2 separate regions of the Bombyx mori genome follow, and region 2 is linked to region 1. A link is a contact called in public Hi-C data. All regions are on one chromosome and are shown on one strand. Each heading gives the region's core, a stretch centred on a gene start, on an enhancer-like site or on the middle of the called end of the contact. The rest is flanking DNA. Distances are from core to core; before and after follow the strand shown. Region 1 overlaps LOC134198819 (a long non-coding RNA gene). Region 2 has its middle 8.8 kb from the start of LOC134198818.

What was found. A called contact is a pair of places that touch in the nucleus more often than the background predicts.
Region 2: a contact with region 1 is called in a Hi-C map of midgut, with 1.6 times the contacts expected there. The contact joins two enhancer-like sites. A contact is called at or near these places in 4 of 7 Hi-C or Micro-C datasets (middle silk gland, midgut, posterior silk gland and 1 more).

What each region holds. Positions count from the first base shown.
Region 1 is chr4:14,858,966-14,866,715 of ASM3026992v2, reverse strand. All of the region lies in intron 1 of LOC134198819 (a long non-coding RNA gene), which reads right to left. Among protein-coding and RNA genes, the nearest start is that of LOC134198819, 7.9 kb to the right of the region's middle. Within about 2 kb of position 5,050, at least 3 of the 8 cell types and tissues checked have open chromatin away from gene starts, as enhancers often do.
Region 2 is chr4:14,895,014-14,902,763 of ASM3026992v2, reverse strand. No RefSeq gene overlaps it. Among protein-coding and RNA genes, the nearest start is that of LOC134198818, 8.8 kb to the right of the region's middle. Within about 2 kb of position 3,958, at least 8 of the 8 cell types and tissues checked have open chromatin away from gene starts, as enhancers often do.

The sequences.
Region 1 (7,750 bases), core at 3,801-6,300:
ACAGAATCATCAATATAAATAGTCGATTAAAATTATATTATGAACCTTGGAAATATGTCGAATGCTTTGAGCTGAATCAAAACCAGTTTGAAAATAACAGAAATAGCTTAATACCGTCTTAGTTTGTGCCCCACACATCAATGTGGCAGTATGACGGTTTTAAAGAGAGAAAAAAAATCTATTATCCAAATGTACAATTACGTTGCATTACTGACTTCAATTACGCGGGTAGCGCTGAATCATGGTGTCGAAAACTGAATTGAAACTCGCTACGTACTTCGAACGAAGGCCGAATGACTTGTCTCATAGACTTCTCGTTGTGATGATAATTAAATTATAGTAGGTACTATACGCCGAAGGTAGCTTTGAGCACTCTATATACTTGTTATTCTTATTTTTTATTATTTATTGCTTAGATGGGTGGACGAGCTCACAGCCCACCTGGTGTTAAGTGATTACCGGAGCCCATAGACATCTACAACGTAAATGCGCCACGCAACTTGAGATATAAGTCCTAAGGTCTCAGTATAGGTACAAGGGCTGCTCCACCCTTCAAACCGAAACGCTGAAATAGGCAGCAGGGAGGTGGTACTTACCCGTGCGAACTCACAAGAGGTCCTGCCACCAGTAGCTATGACATCACAGTTGTTCACCAAAGAATCAAAGGGACTATATTATATTACTCATGTCGTTTTACCAACATTACTCTCTAATTTATTGGTTAGCCAATATAATTTGTGAAGATTCTAGAACGATATTAGGTAATTATTTAAGACCGTTCATTTACGTACATACGTATATTTGGCTCGATTATGTATATGCAGTCTCATTATGATAACAATACGTGAGAACTCATTTCGTAATGTGCATGCGGCTTCTTTGTAACCGATACGATTGATTCATATTATAACACGTCTTCCTTTATAATACAATAAGTAGGAAACTACCCCGATAGCGCTGACAACAATATGCATTTGTAGGCATTGAATGATCGCTCTTGTTAAATAAACTTGAGCCCAATATTATTGTCACTAAGATATTCTGTCATATTTTTTTAAACATAACCTTTAAAGCTTGGATAAGAGCTCTGGCCGTGTACTCATTTTATTTGGAGTCCATTTACTTTCACACTAAAACAGTAATTAAATTTATAAATGTTTGTTCTATAAACGCACGCAACCAAACGTTATCTCAAATTTATTTCAAAGTAATTATTGGTATTGAAAGAATCATTCACCGACCGACCAACGGGGGACATATCAAAGGAAAAACAAAATTGTTATTTTTATTTAATTCCGAGCATTTTCATATTTATCTACCTTTTAAACCTTCTATGGACTTCCACAAAAATTCAAGACCAAAATTAGCCAAATCGGTTCAGCCGTTCTCGAGTTTTAGCGAGACTAACGAACAGCAATTCATTTTTATATATAGAGATTAACATTAGTATTAAAAAACAACTGCAATAAAAAATTTAATTTCCTAATTACACAAGCACAACTATTTAAGATCTAAACTCGAAATCATTTTTAACAACTTTTAACAGCAGCATTAGCAAAGCAACAAAACGTATAATCCCATTATTAATTATTAAACAGCATTCTCTTTTTCACGCAACGCAAGAAAAAAAAAACCGTATGATACAGTTATAAACAGTAACGTCTTGATGCAGTTAAAACTGTTATACATATATCGGTAACGGTTTTCGTAACGTTAGCGTAGCGGTAATTGCTGACTGCACTATCGCGTGCATATATGAAACGTTACGACATGTTTCTAAGATAATGAATACGTACATACCAGTTGATCATAACCGACTTCCACGGTGAGAGAATGACAACGTGGAATACAATGAAACTTGCAAACTTTATAAAGCGTATTACTGATAGGCACCACAGCTCACTGAGTTTCTCGCCGGATCTTCTCAGTGAGTCGCGTTTCCGATTCGGTGGTAGATTCTGCGAAGCCATGTTCTAGCAACACTCCGGTTTGAGCCCCGTGAGCTCACCCACACGTTAAGGCGAAGCTAATATAGCCTCTCAAGGCCTCTCAGCTTAGGTAGGAAAAAAAGGCACCACAATCCCGCTTACAGATGCAGTGTGCTAGGGCGAGTTTTTTAACTTCTCGATCGCGTAAAAGCTAACTCAAATTCGTATGGAGTTGGAACAGCGCTCCTAGCGGCAACCGGCAACAGGGTGCAGGACATGCATTACAGCTTAATGGTGAGTCAGCAATACATGGATAATTCTATCGCTTGTTTCAGGGACGATGGCGACGAAGGGAAGACCTTCCACTTAACGAATGCTCCTTCTACTATACTATTTCCCTACCTAAGCTGATAGCCTTTAGAGGCTATTTCAGCGTAACCTTAACTAGTACGTGAGCTCACGGGGCTCAAGCCGGAGTGATGCTAACACTGGCCCGAACAAGAGCAGTGCTTCGCAGAATCTACCACCGGATCGGAATCGCGACCCACTGAGAAGATCCGGCGAGAAACTCAGTGGGCACGAATGCTCGGAGACCAACCGAATATTCGAAACATTAGCAAGAATCAAGTTTCAGCGAATTTCTTTCATTCTCTTATTCCACCGCACATCCTTGTATTCGTATACAAAAAATATTACTCTACCTTCAGATTTTTTAAATTATAAATATTAAATAAGCATTTAAAATATTGGCGAGAAATTCCGTTAAAGAACAAAAATCACGTATCAATATCCTTTACCCTCTTTACGTTACGAAATAATTCGTTAGAATAGCGTGTCTTGGCTAAAAAACATAAATTTGTCGCTTATAAAATTTATTTTATTACACTAAATACGCTAAGTTATTATATATTACTAATATATTATTTATATTATGAAAATTAAGAATAAATACAGACACAAAGTGTACATGAAAAATGAACATGATCAAATCTAATAAAAAGATTCGGTTTAATGTAGGCTTCATCGGTTTTCTTTTTCTGTAATGATTTGGCATTTCGCGAAATACAAATACTTGCAAAAGAAAACAAGTTACATCGACCCGCGGCGGTAGGCACGCGAGGCTATTGAAATAAAAAAATATATTCAATATTCAAGGCAGAAGATGGTTGGGGTTTATCTAATCTAAAACCTGGGATTCTCTTATCGTCAAGAACCATAAGATACTGTTAGTTTTTTCTGCGTACCGAGAAACGTAAATGTCAAGTGATGATTGATAATCTACAAAATGGTTGTAAATGCGATATTAAAATTTCGACAAATCACAACTTAGTCGTTCGATCACGTACTAGATTGATATCGATACTATTGTACTGAAAACGTCGGAAATATTAAACGCTATTGATTAAAACGTAAAAATAATTTAAGTCGTGTCTGCGAACCGCGAAAAAGTATATAATTAAATCTCCCGTACAATTGCCGGACAGATCTCGAAGGCAAAGATAATATCTTAGACCATCTTCAAAGCCCAAGCTATATATATGTATATATTACGTTATGTTCGTTCGACTGAACAAGCTAAGCTAAGCATGTAGTCCTTATCTGATGTCTTTCAACTCGGAAGTGGTCCAAACAGAAAGGCAATTAATTGATAATGTAATTTAAAATCATAATTTCCTTTAATTTTACAACATTATTATTGATATATGATTTGCAGTAAAGAGTAAAGGTAATTGTATCGAATAAATTTTATAGGCATTACGTCGTACATTTTTACATTTCCGCCAAGTTTAATTTGAAATATTTATGTATCGGGCACATAGTGAAGAGATTGGCCGTTTTATGAACTATAAAATAAGTATGATACGGCTATCGGAATCAAGATTAATGATTTAAGCTAAGCTAAGTTCTTGATGAAGCTTAGAGATTTAGTAGTAACATTTTGACGATTAAACTAATTTTCTTATATTCGTATCATGGATATATAAACGTATCTATGATATTATGACGTTCAAATATGACATTATCCACAAGTTAAAAAAAAACGATTTCTCGCAAGAGGCATCCAGTACTGAGATCCGTTTGTCTAACTATTGCTAAAAACCTATTTCGAATTCACACTTTCGAATATAAAAAAAAACCACAGATATACATATTACAGTAATGGAATTTCAACAATAAAATAAATGATCCAGTTTGATACATTCGTGTTTCGATCTGATGCGAGTGACTAGGCTCGTAACGCCCCTTATTGTTCTCGTGATTAGAAAGCCGCTGCCGTGGTGAGTACAGCACGTAACGTTTATCGAAATCAATTAGCGCGTTACAATGCTGTTTCTGCTTTCTATGTATGAATATAAACGCGTTTACGCTTAAACGTTTTTCAAAACCGAACATTCCATATTTTTAGCCTATTTTTTTTTAAGTTAGGCTTGAAAAAACACCTTGAAGTTGTGGAAGTTGTGGAAATTATAAATTATTAATTTTTTCACTCAATCAAAGAAGGCACGTTAGAAGTTATTCATTAATTTAATTATTCACCAAAACAATCACAAAATTTATTAATTTATAATTTAACTCATATTGTATATATGCTCCATGAAATTAATTATGCATAATGATAGGTTAAATGGCGCGCATAAGTTCGTGACACTCTTAAAAAACATTAAAATTCCTTAATTCACTAAAACATCAAAATAAAATTTTAAGTCCGAAACCGAAATACTTACATACCTACATTCAATAATTCATGTTATAAGATGACAATCTGTCCATAAAAAAAAGGCAGAACAAAAAATACATAATCATCGCCGACGAGTGGTCAATTCTACATCCGCCGAAGAACCATCAGCATCACACAAACCGCTATCACCGGGACAAAAGGGCCGAAAGAGTCACTTTACACACAGCCAGAAGACAGTGTCATTACAGACCGGCAAATCAAATCTGGTCCTTCGTGTCTCTAAAACACTAACCATTTTAGATACTTAGTCGGTTTTCAAAGTTCTCATTAAGTTGGTCGACAATGGATCTCGAGCGTTTGCGGTGGCGTAGTTTCTCCCAATTACACCGTCTCTAGCCAGCGATTGGCTCGACGAGGAATCCGGCCTGTCGTGACTGTGATGAAAAAAAAACTGACGCAAATTGCCGATACGCCTCGTGCACACAATTTCATGGTCCGAGTTCTCGAACAGACTAGATTCGTCATATCTCTAACAATGTGAACGCAATTGTGATACATCATTAAAATAAATATTGTTCGCTCCAATTATTCTTTGGTTTTATTAGGAAAGCTAGATCCCCGAGGGTCTCTGCAAGTGGATCGCTAGCTTTTTGGGTGGGCGGAGCATCACGGTCGTTGTAGACGGTGACTGTTCTGATACCATGACCATTAACGCTGGCGTTCCACAAGGTTCGGTGCTCTCCCCCACGCTTTTCATCCTGTATATCAATGACATGCTGTCTATTGATGGCATGCATTGCTATGCGGATGACAGCACGGGGGATGCGCGATATATCGGCCATCAGAGTCTCTCTCGGAGCGTGGTGCAAGAGAGACGATCAAAACTTGTGTCTGAAGTGGAGAACTCTCTGGGGCGAGTCTCCGAATGGGGTGAATTGAACTTGGTTCAATTCAACCCGATAAAGACACAAGTTTGCGCGTTCACTGCGAAGAAGGACCCCTTTGTCATGGCGCCGCAATTCCAAGGAGTATCCCTGCAACCTTCCGAGAGTATCGGGATACTTGGGGTCGACATTTCGAGCGATGTCCAGTTTCGGAGTCATTTGGAAGGCAAAGCCAAGTTGGCGTCCAAAATGCTGGGAGTCCTCAACAGAGCGAAGCGGTACTTCACGCCTGGACAAAGACTTTTGCTTTATAAAGCACAAGTCCGGCCTCGCATGGAGTACTGCTCCCATCTCTGGGCTGGGGCTCCCAAATACCAGCTTCTTCCATTTGACTCCATACAGAGGAGGGCCGTTCGGATTGTCGATAATCCCATTCTCTCGGATCGTTTGGAGCCTCTGGGTCTGCGGAGGGACTTCGGTTCCCTCTGTATTTTGTACCGTATGTTCCATGGGGAGTGCTCTGAGGAATTGTTCGAGATGATACCAGCATCTCGTTTTTACCATCGCACCGCCCGCCACCGGAGTAGAGTTCATCCATACTACCTGGAGCCACTGCGATCATCCACAGTGCGTTTCCAGAGGTCTTTTTTGCCACGTACCATCCGGCTATGGAATGAGCTCCCCTCCACGGTGTTTCCCGAGCGCTATGACATGTCCTTCTTCAAACGAGGCTTGTGGAGAGTATTAAGCGGTAGGCAGCGGCTTGGCTCTGCCCCTGGCATTGCTGAAGTCCATGGGCGACGGTAACCACTCACCATCAGGTGGGCCGTATGCCCGTCTGCCTACAAAGGCAATAAAAAAAAAAAAAAAAAAAGATGAAACAAAAACCGTACTTAAAATTTGACATGATAATTTGATGTTTCTTCAAAGTAAAATGGACGTTAATTCAATAGCCTTCATTTTGGTGAATACTCATCAGCTATCACAGTATCCAGGCCTAATTACCAAAATTTTAATACAAACACAACATTGATGCAGTGATTGTGTTTCTAAATCAAGCAACAAACTTTGTAAAATATATAAACAGAATAGTCCTTCGCGTTCAGAGTCCGCCCGCCTCATTGTGCCACAGATTAAATTAATTAATAGCGCAAAAATAAAACGCAACGACTTTTAAACGCTACATAAGAAAAAACACCAGTTACGTTCGCGGTTTGTATTCGATTGTTTTAATTGGATTTTTTGTCGGCATCTATCAATTGTGATGTGACTTTGTTTATTGTCACTGACTGAGTTCTTGACAAATAAGCGCGAAGAGATAACAGGAGCAGCTGTTAGCAAAATTTCTTCTGTAATCTGTGGATAGATTTTTTTTCCTTGTGATTATCTGTTCCCTTCACAACTCTGTCACTTCTGTGACTTTTTGGCGGGAACGCGAGGAGTGAAGTTGTGTGATTTGTTTTATTTTGTCTATTTAGTGTTTCTTCAGGTTTAAATGTGTAATAATGGTGGTTTATTAACTGTTTAATATCTGTGAAAGTGCACAAATGTGGGAAAATGAAACAAAGCTGCTTGACGTAACTTCTCGGGTTCCTCCAAAAAGTCCACTGAAAAAATCTCAGTAAATGACCACCATTTTACTGCGATTATATTTCATCCCATATCATTTCATTTCATTAAATTTCATCTCAGTTGATTAATGTCTCAAATTAATCATTTTCATTTCATTTCACTCCATATTATCATTTTTCATAAAATTAAGAATATAAAGTAAAATAAGACATGACTTAAAGGTCTTAGTTACCAGGTCATAAAATCTCTTAAAAAAAAAAAATGTCACTTCTGTCAGTGTCATGTAGGACAGATTATTATTATTACAAACAACGCTCTTATTTTGTTTATTGCTATTAAAATTTGTATTTTTATCAGCATACGTTGGCAGACGATCAAGCAATTAGTAATAAAAGTCAAACACGAGCCAGTCCTAATATTAAGCATTATTCAGATTTCAACATACTTGTTGTTCCGACAATAGCGATGTGCATTTGGCGTTATGCAAGTGTCTACACCAAAAATAAACAGAAATCTGTTTGAATTAACTTATGCGTTTATTGTTCTCAATACTGCTAAAAGAGTATTCAACGACTCGAATAGATATTCGGTAGCTTCGCATAGTTCGAGTTATCTGTGTTGGTTCCGTTATGAAGAGACGATGCGTGACGATACCAGACTAAAAAGCAGCGCGGATACCGCGATCC
Region 2 (7,750 bases), core at 2,709-5,208, 37 kb before region 1:
AAATTAATATTCTCCAGGAGGCGATAACCCAAATAATTATAATGTATTCTAATGCCCATAGTGGTATAGAGCAGAATCGGCTCTCCCAGATTCCAGAGTCGGTACGTGTGCAACCGTTACCATTTTGGTCATAAAACGTGACTCGCATAGATAACGTATTGTGCCCGCGATCAATTTGATACACCAGCAATATAAACATAATAGTGTCGATAATAAAATCAATGGGTGCTACAGCTGTAATTGCACTATCAAAAAATTTCTATTTCGACAATTTTCAAGAATTGTTAACCTCAATTTCATTTGTCAAAATTATTACTGGCCAGTATTGTTAGCAAAATAGTTGCAATACACATTGTGCAGTAAAACTTTTATATGTTTTTTTTTTTCATTATTAAAAATGTATTTATGCTTTATCTTCTTCTTACGATTTTAGCTTAAAGTATTTAATACAAATAGAATACGTAAATATAGAACATTCAAACATATTAATAACAATTAATTTTCACCGATAGTAAAGCTGTAATGAATAATATTTTACAAAGTTGTTTGACTTTATTGCGCATAATAATTAAACAACGTAGGTATTACGGGTCATTGTTTAAATAATAATAATAATAAGCCTTTATTGTTGTTTACTTACTAATTACTAACTTAATACATTACTTAATAATAAATTAAATTTAAGTGCAACTTATAATCAATGTTTCCGTTCGGCGTTCGGTGTGGTTTTAAAAACAGCTTGTCTCTCGACAAAGGCCTCCTCTAAAGATTGCCAATATTCTCGATTTTTGGCCATTCGACTCCAATGTGGGCCGGCTACACTCTTTATTTCATCTTCCCAACGTTTTGGCTGTCTTCCTTTTTTTCTACAGCCATCCCGCGGGTACCACTCTGTAATTATTTTGGTCCATTTCTCGTATTTCTCTCTTAAGATATGTCCTGTCCATCTCCATTTCAGCGTTCTACTTATTTTGATTGCGTTTTTAAATTTAGTAAATTATTTAAATATCGATGTTTAATTATCTTCCCAACAGGTTAGCCATCAAAACTAACAAACGACCACCAGTTCTTTATAGTATTATTCACTGAATGAAAGTTTTCAAATAAAAAGCGATCGTATCGTTTACAAATGACGACTTTATGGCCGTATTTATATTTACATATTATATTAACACAATAGTTTTATAACTTGTATAACGATTCGAAATAAATTGTAGCCGGAATCGAAGATGGGTCAATGAGACTGTTGCAGGGCTGCATTCTTGATGCGTTCGACTTGATAACAATAATAATGAGATCATCACTAATGTACAAGTAAGTTGTGGTTATGTTTATACGGTTCGTCTGGTGTAAAATAGTTTCTGGAGGTATTGGTCTGGTGGACAAATTGAAGGCCGCCATTCACTTTCAGACAACATTATCAGAATACCCTCTGCCTCCAGTACAAACTAACGCAGTAAACCAATACTAATAGTATACTAATAGATCAATCAATCAATCAATCAATATATCTAATTAAACGCACAGTCTACATATTTATTTGACACTAGCTGAGTCCCGCGATGTTACGACAATAACCGCGGGTGACGCCGCGGGGCGAAGCTAGTCTAAAAAAAGTAGCCTAAGTTACTCCTTATATCATCATCAGAGAAAGTCCCGTCAAAATCGGTCCAGCCGTTTCAGAGATTAGCCGGAACAAGCAGACAGACAGACAAAAATTGTAAAAAAATTTATTTTGGTGTATGTACCGTATATACATTCATATGCATGTAGTATCTTACCCTCATTGACATCTTAAATCTTACACCAACTTGTCCTTAAAATTGTATTTATAAATAATTTCGCAACAAAAAACTACTTTTCTACAGCAAAATTAGAGTTACTTTAATATGTATTTTGTAATACAATAAGGATTTGGGATAAGTAAGTATTCGGTAAGTTTCTAATAAACATATTATGCACAACAGATAAATGAAAGCGGGACATTTTTGTTTTCGTTGGGGACAGCGGGACAATCCCGCCCAGAGCGAGACGTATGGTCAACTTAGTTATATCATAGTTACCGCCACACTGTCAATTACCAGCTTTCATGAGACATACTCGTAATTTTGCACTGGAAATAAACAAAATGATGTATCATTAACTTCATCTGTCGCGTCTGTAACGACCACAAACAGAATTCACTGTGCTCGCTCACCCCGAAGCATTGAAAACGTGTAAATAACAGACGCTAAAATGCAGGCACAATTACTTACCGAGCCGGTATCGATTTAAGCGAGAACAGTGGCAATCCGTCAAGAAATAGTTGTGAAACTCATTAAAACGTCGAACATTAACGAGGTGTTGGTGGCGGCCATTCATTATAACAACAATACCCTTATTTATGAGGACACGACGGAAACACCTGTCGAGAATGACATCAATGTCGAGTAGCCGAGAATCGGGAGCCAGAGGCGCGTTCGGACGGGTTCCGCCGCGGTGAAACTGGTTTGAATATTCATAGTGTACGAGAGGCAACGGCCTCTGCGTTATAACGATGACATAATACAATCGAATAACTTTATTGCGTTTCGTGTTTTATAGAGAAAAATCAAACAAACAAAACAGAGGTTTACATCCCTTTACCTACTTAACATTAAAAAGTTGTTTTCATTTTTGATGACTATACGAATTAATCTAATAAGAGTAAACTCCGCCAAATTTCTAACAAACACTTCCTTGGAGTTAAACACTAGCATGGATATTGTCAAAGTATAAACCATAGACACAGAAACAATGTTCCAAATGATTAGCTTTACACTAGATGCTACGCGATGTATGTTCACGAAAATCAACAAATATAATTACTTAATTATCGATAAATATGATCGTTATGTATATTCGTCCGTTTAGATATCAAACAATACTATTTAATTTGAGTATTTATATTGCTGCAAGTTCGGCTCAAATTACTCGAATAGGTTTCCTACAATCGATATCGTTGAGCCACAAATAGTTTTATGGACAAGTTATCGATTAGCTACGTGTGTGTGGGATTCGGTTTCACACTTACTAATTCACCGAGGCTGTAAAATTCTTAACGGTTAGTGCTTTTTTTAAATAACCATTGATTAGGTACGATAACGTTTATACATTGATCGGCGCTGTTTTTTTTTTATAATTTTTTAAATTTCAAATCGTTGCAATTTCTGGAAACAAACAATTTATAAGCGCATTTCAAGTACCTACATAGTAGGAAATTATTGTATTCGTCAAATATAAAAAACTGTTCCGCTGTACAATTTGACCGGTCAACCGTTCTCGACCTTCTATTCGGTTGTATTTCTTCTTCATTACTGAATACCCAAATAACGTTACTTTAATAATGAACGAAGCTTATACTACACATTTATAGTTAGACTCGTCTGCCCACATATTGTGTCATCGCCGTCCTCTACTCACGTCTGCCCGATAAACCATCTTGACGAATTGTACGTTTTTTTCACAATAACTAACTAAACTATTGACTCGATTATGATTAAAATCAAATTTAAATCTGGGGCGTCCCATTAAATCACTATAACGTAAAATAATTTATTCTCGCTCTCATTTTTATAAGTCTAAAGTGCTTAAAGTGTCTCATATGTGATTTTTATACACCCTAATTTACCGATACAATCGCCGTGGAGCCAACGGCAAAAACAAATTGTAGCTATTAACCAGTTAATTACAAGACTGTCGGTCAAACACGTTTACGTTCTTCGGTAAAATACCAAGAATGTCACACCAGAACGAAAATGACTTATACTCCACGGGCTCATTATAAAACAGGCCGTGTCCGACTCTGTTATAAATACCAAATTTTATTATTATAAACGAAAAACAAACAACGTAATGACGACAAGCATGTCATCTACAGGGCCTTAAATGCCACATCCACGGTGCGGTCTTGTTTCGTGTGCCCGGCCTCTAGACCGGTTCGCGCGCAAACTGAAGATGACTCACGCTCGCATGGCGCATGTGACATTGATCACGATCGAGCCTTGCAGTTATGTATTTAAGGTTCAAAATCGTATCAAATATACAAACATTGTAGTGAGTAACGAGCAAAACTAAATCTGGAATGGGTAAATTGAACAGGATCGCGTAATTACGTCGTGGTTTTTAATGTAATTTTGAGGAAACGGTTTGTCAAGTTGTCACTCTGTAGAATCGAGCACGTTTGTCCGAAATGCTTTTAATGATCATTGCTGTGAGTTTGATATGAATGTGAGATTATGGTGAATTATTTTTTGTTAACTTATAACAACAAAATGGACAAGATTTATTTTGCAGATGTAAATTGAGTGTCACAATAGAATGGCCGAGCAATATTATAGCATAGCTTAAAAGTAGTTGTTTAGGTATTTCTTAATTTTAACAGTTTTGGCTTATTTTTCATATTGATGTTTTAACCAACTCACAGTTCTCCTAGTGTTGAGGGGTTACCAGAGCCCATAGACGTCCCAACGTGAATACGGTCACCGTACCTTCAAGCCGAAACGCATTACTGCATCGCGAAAGAAATCGACAAAGTACTGCAAGTCCTAGTACGCCATACTTACTTTAGTTGCAATTGCTTACTTACTTTCATTATACTGGAAGACGTTTGCGAATATTTATGTACATATAAATTTGTGCTTTTGCTTGAAAAATACTACCAGCTTACGAGAATTTAATACCGATATAGTCCCTTCGTTTAGCATGCATGCTTTTTTTTATTCCTACCTATGCTGAAAGCTTGGAGAGGCTATTTCAGCTTCGCCCTAACATGTAGGTGAGCTCACGGGGCTCAAACCGGAGTGTTGCTAACACTGGCACTAGCAAGAGCAGTGCTTCGCAGAATCTACCAACGGATCGGAAACGCGACCCACTGAGAAGATCCGGCGAGAAACTCAGAGGGCTGTGTCTATGGGTTAATTCACTCGTCGAGCCCTTCGTCGCAAGCGACGGGTTCGACGAGGACGGTGACCGGTGCTTGTGGTACCTACCTAAAACACCAACATGAATGCACTTGACGACTTATTCTTTATGCTATGACTGCCACTTTGGCAACCAAGAAAAAGTAGTAATACACAGAACGAAACTAGTAATAAATAAAATTAAATATGTTTTATAACACGAAATGTATGAAATATTGGCTGTAATGCGGATCCAGAATACTTCTGAATTTAACTCAACAATTAAACTTGAAAATTTTTTTACAATACCATCTCGTGTTGCTTATAGTATAAATCTTACGCTACAGGAGTAAAAATTAATTTTAAAGTAAAGTTTTTTTTTTTTTATTTCAAACTACCTGACCCGGCAGACTTCGTAGTGCCTCAATCGATAAATAAAAGACGCATCAAGGGGACACACATCAAAGGAAAAACAAAATCGTTTGTTGTTATATAATTCCGAGCTTTTTTATATTTTCTCACCCTTTAAACATTCCATGTACTTCCACGAATAATTCAAGACCAAAATTAGCCAAATCGGTCGAGCCGTTCTCGAGTTTTAGCGAGACTAACGAACAGCAATTCATTTTTATTTATAGAGATTACCTAAAAATGTGATTTATATCATTTTTTAAATTCAATTGTTATGAACAAATAATGATTTGAGGAAATTTTCAAATTAAGCATCCGTTGAGTGCTGTTTCAAAACCGATTTTTGCTTCACGTTTATATTTATCAACCCAAAATAATAAACTATAATATATTCTTAATAGCGTACAATTAAAAGATCAACATATTATTATATGAGATTAAATTAATAGACCACTAACAATGATTTAACTGACCCAAATTTATAAGATCTCAATTTGTCACTAAAAGTAATAATTTACACTAATAGTGTTTAAAATTAAAATTTATGATGAGCTATTATTAGTCAGATAATTTTACGACCAAAACACTGATTAACATTAAACTTAAACTTCTGCTACAGACCGTCTTAATTTTCTTACTCGGAATTTGTTTGAGCTAGTTTATCTTGTAAATGTTGTCAGCCCGATTCAGATTTTAGCGGAGGTTAAAATCTGGAAATATTTTTTATCGACAAATAGACTGTATTTAACACAACATTGAAAATGTCCAAGAATAACACCGTCATCGTCCGCGACCAATAAAACTGTAATGTATTCGAAAATAATATATTATAATAATTAAAGGGACAATAAAAACGCTAGATTGAACCGTAAAAGTATTCTATATTTATGTCTACGACTCGCGAAATATGAAAAAAATACTTATGATCAGAATATTTGAAATCACACGAAGTGAAACGATAATTAAAATAATAACTCATAAACTTCATAATAATAACAAGTGCCTTTGTGCAGAAAAAAATATTTAAAAGTTCGAAAATGGCCATTTTAAACTTTTTTTTCTAACCTAAGCTGGTAGCCTTGAGAGGCTATGTCAGCGTAACCTAAGAAGTAGGCGAGCTCACGGGGCTCAAACCTGGGGGCGTTGCTAACACTAGCCCTAGCAAAAATGATGCAGAATCTACCACCGGATCGGAAACGCCACCCATTGAGAAGATCCGGCGAGAGCCGTTTTAAATCTATAGGCAAACATTTAATTACATTATGCATTTCTGTAAGTTTCATCACGAGACGCGAAAGACGAAAAACTTACTTAAATCTCTCGCCATTAGAATTAAATTCACTTGAACTTCTAAAAGCCGAACCGACAAAACTTATTTAACTTTCTTCTATGGACAGATTTACTGTTACTATAAAGCGGAGGTCAAGTTCAAAGGTCGAATACACTTGGATATTTTTCGAAGGAAGCCCGTTAATTGTTCCCGGACAGTTTGACAGCCGCGCGACGCGTGGGTGTTTCTGCCTACGTGCCGACTAATGACGCGTCGTGATGCTTAGATCCAATTTATTATTTTTTAAAGTATGTACCTATGTGTTAATTAATATGTGAAATACCGTAAGAAAAGAAAAAGGAATTTTAGTCGCTGTGTTGTGTTCTACCTATTATACTTACAACTCTAATAATATGTCTTTTAATATTATACTAGATGATGACCGAGCTTTGCTCTTTTTTTTTTGATAACGCCATATTGTTGTCTTTAAAGCAGTTAGTTGCCCTCAATTAAAAAAAAAAGTATTATTATTCGCCAATAGATGTCGGGAAGAGTTGATTATGGAAAACACGAATTAAACAACATTTTCTGAAAATAAATCGTAGCTAGATCGATTTATCGCCCCCAAAATCCCCTGTATACTAAATTTTATGAAAATCGTTGGAGCCGTTTCCGTGATTCAGATTATATATATATTTATATATAAGAATTGCTCGTTTAAAGGTATAAGATTATAATTTATATTATGTGGTAGATGCGGTCAACTGTACTCCTTCACTTCAGGAACACCTCCTGAAGTCTACCAGCCTCGGTAGCCATACAACATCATGTACAGAGTACAGGTTGTACGGTCTGCAGCCGTCGTCGACTATAAATAAGAAACTTTATCTTAATATTGAAAAGCTGGCAACACTGGAGAACACGTAATATAAAAAATATCCCGAAAGTAACGGTGGAGTTTTAAAATGTATACCTTAAATCCACTAAAAACGTTTACAAACTTCTAGTATAAGAAAATAAGTGACATTAGTTTATAATCTAAAATACTCGTTTCGTAATTTCTCGAACTAATTCTCGATTTTGTATGATTGCAATTTTATTATAAATTATCATTTTGTTTTTCGCTATATCGACCCCGTAGGTAGCGCTG